Regions from separate parts of the Gossypium arboreum genome. Here region 2 is linked to region 1. Evidence: chromatin contacts called from public Hi-C data. All regions are on one chromosome and are shown on one strand. The core of a region is the stretch at or near the end of the contact, and the rest is flanking DNA. Distances in the headings are between cores, read along the strand shown. Region 1 holds the start of LOC108451218 (long-chain-alcohol oxidase FAO2). Region 2 holds the start of LOC108474136 (piriformospora indica-insensitive protein 2).

Region 1 (3,335 bases), core at 495-2,994:
CACTTGACCGAATTCTTCCTAATCTAGCATGGCTTCACATATATTTATAACATCCTACAAATCCACATATACCACATTTCTACATAAATTTTCTTTTACTTTTCCACTACTTCCATTCACAACATCAAAAGCACCATACACATGTATCATTACAAAGCTTCACACTTAGCATGCAAATGGCATCAACACAAATCCACTTTAGCCGAAACTTAACTCATCTTCATGCCTCATCACCACAACATCAAACATCAACCAAGAAGACAACACCCATGGCCGAATATCATCTCCATCCCATAGCAAAGATTTAAACCATGGGCTAGGTAGAACTCAAACTAACAACTAAAAACATGCATGAATCTCATGGACAACATCAAACATACCTTAGTCTAGCAAACTACCATAGCTGATTTTCTCAAGCTCTCCCCCCCTTCTTCTTAGAACATTCGGCCAAGGAAGAAAAATGTGAAAGGATGGACACTTTTTTTTTCCTTTGTTTTCATCATATTCTTTTTTTTTCATTATTTTATTCTTTCTAACATAACCACTAACCCAACATGTTTGCAACATGTTTCCACTCATAGCATGGCCGGCCACCATGCTTAAATTTTAGGTAAATTGACATGCAAACCCATCATTTTCACCACATGCATTAATAGACCACTTTACATTTGCCTAGCACATTTCTAATTTTCTCACACAAGTCCTATTTGATAAAATTCACTTACATTAACAAAATCCAAACATGAAATTTTCACACATGCATATGTACATATAATGAGCATCAACTATGACGGTTAATTATTTTTATGACTCGGTTTAGCGATCCTGAAACCACTTTTCGACTAGGGTCAATTTAGGGTTGTCACACTAGGAGTGGGCACTTCCTTACACACTGCATTCCTCCATGTTAGATCATGCAACATCTTAAAACAATGAGGTCTTACATGACCAAAAACACCTCAATAATGACAAATCACCTTATGAACAATCTTCTTGAATGTCTTGAATAGCATTGGCTTAGAGCTTTCACCAACTTCCTTTGGACTAGATGTTTTAACAAAGACGGTAGGACTTGGCATTACATATTTACCCTTATCAACAAAGCCTAAGCTTTCTTTCTTAAATCTCTCCTCCCAATTGCCAAGATCTCATCAAGTTTTCTACCTAAAAACCATGAAGGAGTACAAAAAAAATATGAGAAAATATAAAAAACTATGAGGAAGTGCTAAAAAAAATGAGAAAATATAAAAAATAAAAAATACCAAAAATTATGAGAAAGTACCAAAAAACACGAAAGAGTACCAAAATTGGTTGGTCTTAATAAATTTATTTTAAATTTATTAAATTTTATAAATTATTATTAATGTATAATTTATTTTACCAAATATTAGTATGAAAAATAAAATTTAAAAGTTAGTAAATTTTCTATAATTTTTAAAACTAAAAGAGTATATATTGTTCCCAATCTTTATTAGACGAAAGCCTAGCAATAAAAATATTTTGCTATTGACTTAAAAGGTTTTATTAGTAAATGCCTATCATAAGCAAGAAGCGCCGCTAGTTCAGTTATTACCTTTTGATAAATATAGGATTGTTGTCTTGTCGGTGTCATATAATAAAAATAAACTGCACTTGGGTCCCAATCATAAAAGCATAACCAAACTGTTTAACCAGAGTTAGATAATAAATTAATTGCATTTTTAAAATATCACATCATTTGAGCCTCCAACAAAATTATTTATAGAAAAGAAACACCCCCACAAATGAGACGAAAAGGTCAATGAAGGATTAGATAACACCCATACCGCATGTGAGACAACCGACCTCTTTCTTATTTTAGACAATACAAACGACCTCTTTCAATCGGCCTTCTTTCTGATGATGACCCAACAGGGAATCGAGCACGGGTAGATTACTGGCCTATTTTATAAAAACCATTCAAGGTTGCGTAAAGCAGCGAAGCAAAGCAAAAGATTAGCTAAGAAAGAACACCATGGAAATCGGAAACCATGAAACCGGTGATGCTCATCCTTTGCTGAGAGGGGGTAGGAGAAAAACTACATACACCCATGGTTTCTCTTCAGCTCAAATCCGATCACTTGCTGCCACCTGTGAAGCTTTAATCCCTCCTCTCCCACTTGATTCAGCCCACCAGGCTTCTTCCCTTGATGCTTTCTACAAAGCTTCTGGGGCTGAGCCTCCACTTCCTGATGAGGTAATCAAAATCCCAATCTTCATTCCTTCAACTCTTGTTGTAATTAGCTAATTGAACAGTTTTCTACGTGCATATACTTGGTAATGGGGAATTGTTTTAAAATAAACAGGTAGCAGAGATGATGGTGAAGAGGGTGGTTGAACCCAGGGTACTCTCGTTTGTGAAAGTAGTATTGGCAGTTATATCGTTTAGATTGGGCGCATTGTTGCTTTGCGGGTGGGATTGCTGTGACTGGAAATGGCCATTCATTCACAAGTTTTCGGAACTGCCAGTGGAGAGAAGAGAAAAAATACTAATGAAATGGTCAAGCAATGGCCATCATCGCTTACCTCTTAGAGCTGTTTTTGCATTGATCAAAACTTACTGCTTGTTCATCTTTTTCTCCATGGTAAACTCTTTACCTTTTCTATTAATTTTTCCTCATCCATCTTCCTCCTATCTTCTAACTAAAAAACTTACAATTTATCAGTAAATTATTTAAAAAATTCATTCAAATCATTAAACTATTAAAAGTTTTATATAAATCACTAAATTATTAAGTTTTTCTTTTAAAATTTCATTAGTAAACTTCAAGTGATGATTTAATCATTAGTACGATGAATCAGTATACTATTAACGAATAAAAGAATATAAATCTTAAGTCCAAATCAATTTAACGGTCAATATCAAAAATAGAAAAAATTTATTTGAACTTTAGTTTGCAGATTCGTGTCATCTAAAATTATTTATTAAAAATAACTAAACTGTAGAAGAAAAATGAAAGGGAGCTTTAGATCGGTGTATGTAGTAAAATATATATATATAATATCGATTTTAATAGTCTAATGACTTAAATGAAAATTTTAAATAATTTAATGATCAAAACATAACTTTTTAGTTAAGTGACTAAAATGAAAACTTATCTATAATTTAGTGACTAATTGAGTAATCTACCCAATTTACCCAATATAATATAATGTAATATTATCCTCTCCTTTACAGAACGCATTTAATAATTACTAAATTGTTTTTATTAATCCAGATTGGCTAATATATGCCTTAAAATGGGTTCAAGAATCAAAACTGAAAATACTATTTGCTCAAATAAAGAAAGAAATGAAAAAGACTGATGGAAGTAGTA
Region 2 (3,355 bases), core at 477-2,976, 320 kb before region 1:
GTATTTGTTAGTGAAATGGATAACTAGCTACAAAATCAATAATTTATCATTGATTCATTCCCCAAAACAGAACAGGAAATAAAAAGGTAATTCCATAATTTTACCTACTGAAATACAGTGCTACTACTAAATTAAACTTGCCAAATATTTCTATTAGTTTTAGCCAGTATTAACTTGTTGTTTCTGTAAGAACTATTAGTATCTTTTTTCCATGCGCTTTGATGATAATCAATCAAGCCAAAAGTATCCAGAGACCCCAAAACAGCAAAAAAACAAGGAAAGATGATGAAGATGATAACAGCCCAGAATGAGAAACCCCAATGAAGAGGACTGGATTGGGAATGTCCGGCTTGCTGCATTTCTTCAGTTCGCCAACGCTTTCACGATGGCTCAATTTCTCATCAACGCACAGTTCTGGATTGCCTTTTAACCTTAACTTTTCACCAAATTTAGCAGTGAAGTTAGCAGAAAAGGGAAGTCTTCCACTTAGATTGTTGTTTTCCAAATTGATTTCATTCACAAACTCCAGAAACCCAAACTCCTCAGGTACTTTCCCGTTAAGCTTGTTGTTATCAAGGCCTAGATAGCACAAGTTCCTCAAATGCAACCCCATGGAAGCTGGGATTTCACCAACCAATCCCATGTTTGAAAATCCTATCCCCAAAATACCCCCTATATTGCCCCAAATTTCAGGAATCTCCCCTCCTAGTAAATTCCCACTCAAATGCACCTCCTTCAATCTGGTCATTGCAGCAAGAAACAAAGGAACCCCAAAGTTTCCAAAACGGTTAAAACTCAAATCCAAGAAATCCAGAGCTTGTAAGTTGCTCAAGCTCTCTGGGATTTTACCAGAAAACCCATTTGAACTCAAGTCCAGCTTCAAAAGGTGAGTAAGATTACCTACAGAAGAAGGCACATTTCCATGGAATCCATTGCCGCTCAAGTCGAGAATTTTCAGCTTCTTTAGCTTAGACAGATTAACAGAAACCTTTCCACTAAGCTTGTTTCTCGACAGTGTTATCTCTTCAATGTTAGCCAAATCACCGATTGCATTTGGGATAGCTCCATGAATTCCATTTCCGGACAAAACCAACCTCCTCAAACTTGTGAAATTTCCGGTGATGCTACTGAGAGGACCAACAAAAGCTCGGTTGTTTATAAACACAAGCTCTTCAAGAGAGGAGCCGAAAGTTGTGGGGATATCGGGGACAAAAGCTTGGGTTTGGGTGAAGCATTGGTAGAAGAAAAGCTTGCGTAGATGTTTGAAGGAAGTGAAGAGGAGAGGGCTGAAAGTGGAGTTTGGAGAGCAAGATGGGTTTGGTGTAAAATCGGAAACGTACCCGAAACTCAGTTCCGTGACATGGACCGTAACGTTCTTCGTTGTTGGGTCGGTGAAATAATCACAAACAACACCGTGAGGAGGGTAAGAGCAGAGGTCGTCAGGGAAGAGAGTCCGCCAATTGGTGGCTGAGTTGATGGAGGAGAGAACTTGGTAAACTGAGTCCTGCTCAGCCGAGTTGAGGAGGAGAGGTTGCTCCTGCTGCAATGAAATAGTAACTAGAGTGGATGTAAGCGTGAAGAAAAGAGCCAGCTTGAAAATAGAAACAACAGTCATGGTTTTCTCACTGGGAGTGGAAGATAAAAGAGATAGAAAACCAAGCAGTGTTGTTTGGGGGGGGGGGGGATGTTAGGTTGGTTGGGATGGAAGCGAAAAGAAGGGGATTTTGTTTTTTGGTTTATTGGCACTTGCCATTGCATATATTGTGGAGGACTTGGCCCCCTTGGTCTTGGACTGTAGTGTGTAGACTGTAGACTGGCTCTGCCAACACCCAAAACAACCTAGCTCTGACCCTCTGAATCTCTGACCAACCTAACTTCAAAATTTCTTCTTTTTACCTTTTGTAAAATTTTAACCCCAATTATGCTCAAGTAAACAAAAAGATAAATCCTTAATGGTAGTAAATGCAACTTTTCAAGTGTTGGATCGAAATGCAAAACAAGAGCATCTTTTTCTTTGGGTATATGAGTTCCATTCCAGCCCTGCAGTGGCGTTAATGAAAGCGTCGATCGGTTGGAGAGCTTTGGTTTTAACTCCGGTAATGGTGAAAAAGGATAGCCGACAGAAAAACCTGCGGAGCAAAGGTAGCCGGGGGAAGCCAATAGTGAAGCGCCGCAGCCGCCGACTTACTGTCTCAAAACATGTTTCGTGAAAGCGACATTTAACTGACAAAGGGAACGAGGCATGCATGGTGCTACGTGTCCATATTACAGTGGCTTAAGACAAGGACTCGTGTCTTTTGTACGGAAGGGGATCCTTTCCGGAAATGGCCGTGCATGCGAAGTCCCCAATTTCCAGGTAAGTCAACAGTAATTTTTTATTTTAAGTTCTAACCTGCTGTTTTAATAACAAAATTACGACCAAATATTCACCAAAGGTGTTTTGAGGCCGTAAGTGAAAATGGGCTTCTTCTCTCAAATATTTGAATAAAGTTGGGAGTAAACATGGTTGAAATAGATTTATTTAAAGGTAAAATAAATGAATATAAAATGTAGAAATGCCTTTGAACAGAAGTGCTTTTCAATTTTATGCCTTTCAGATTCTTTGTTGATTCAATTTTATCTACCACTTTAAGTCGAATTCCAATCCCATCTGAGAGCATTTAGAGAAGAAAAAATCTGATAAAATTGAATTGAGCAGGAAGACGAGAATTATTTGAAGTAGCATTTCAGTGTTTGTCACGAATATTCATAGTTGTTGCTACCTTTTATTTTTTATTTCCCTTGTTATTTTGTTTTTACTCTTCTTTTTGCTTTGTATTGAGGTGTAAATTTTACATTTTTATTTCTTCTTTAAGAAATTGTTCTTTAGATTTAGATGTTTAATGGTTTGTATTTTTACTCAAATTTTGGTTAGTTTTAATTTAATCTTTTATTATGGCGGAAAAGAAAATAAAAATATATTATATTTTCACTAAAAATTAAAATTCAATCCCATTTCTTTAATAATTTCTTTTGGGTACAGAAAAGAGGCTTAAGCCTTACTATATATATATATATATATATATATTTATAACTAAATAAAACTCAAAAGAATACAATTGCGATTATGTATTATTTCCAGCAAATAAATAAGAATTCTGCTTCAAGAAAGTAAAAGTAAAAAAAAAAAAGTTTATCAGTTGTTTTTTTCATCACCTCAAATAAGTCAATATTAGTACCATAGGTGCATAAATGTAACTCGTTTAAAAAACTATTCAGAGTTCATAGAGCTCTTTGTAAAGCTTGTTGAAAAACCCGTTGTAGGACTTGATTAATTGCTCTTTGTTGTTCAAAATAAATAGTTTTATTTTTTTAA

What was found. A called contact is a pair of places that touch in the nucleus more often than the background predicts.
Region 2: a Hi-C map of leaf shows a contact between it and region 1, with 7 times the contacts expected there. The contact joins the promoter of LOC108474136 here to the promoter of LOC108451218 in region 1. A contact is called at or near these places in 3 of 5 Hi-C or Micro-C datasets (all in leaf).

The regions. Positions count from the first base shown.
Region 1 is chr7:63,483,831-63,487,165 of ASM2569848v2, reverse strand. It overlaps LOC108451218 (long-chain-alcohol oxidase FAO2), which reads left to right and starts at 1,744. Exons shown (of 3, transcript XM_017748939.2): 1 at 1,744-2,215; 2 at 2,325-2,603. The coding sequence starts at 1,994.
Region 2 is chr7:63,802,650-63,806,004 of ASM2569848v2, reverse strand. It overlaps LOC108474136 (piriformospora indica-insensitive protein 2), which reads right to left and starts at 1,726. Exons shown (of 1, transcript XM_017776060.2): 1 at 4-1,726. The coding sequence starts at 1,615. The coding sequence ends at 233.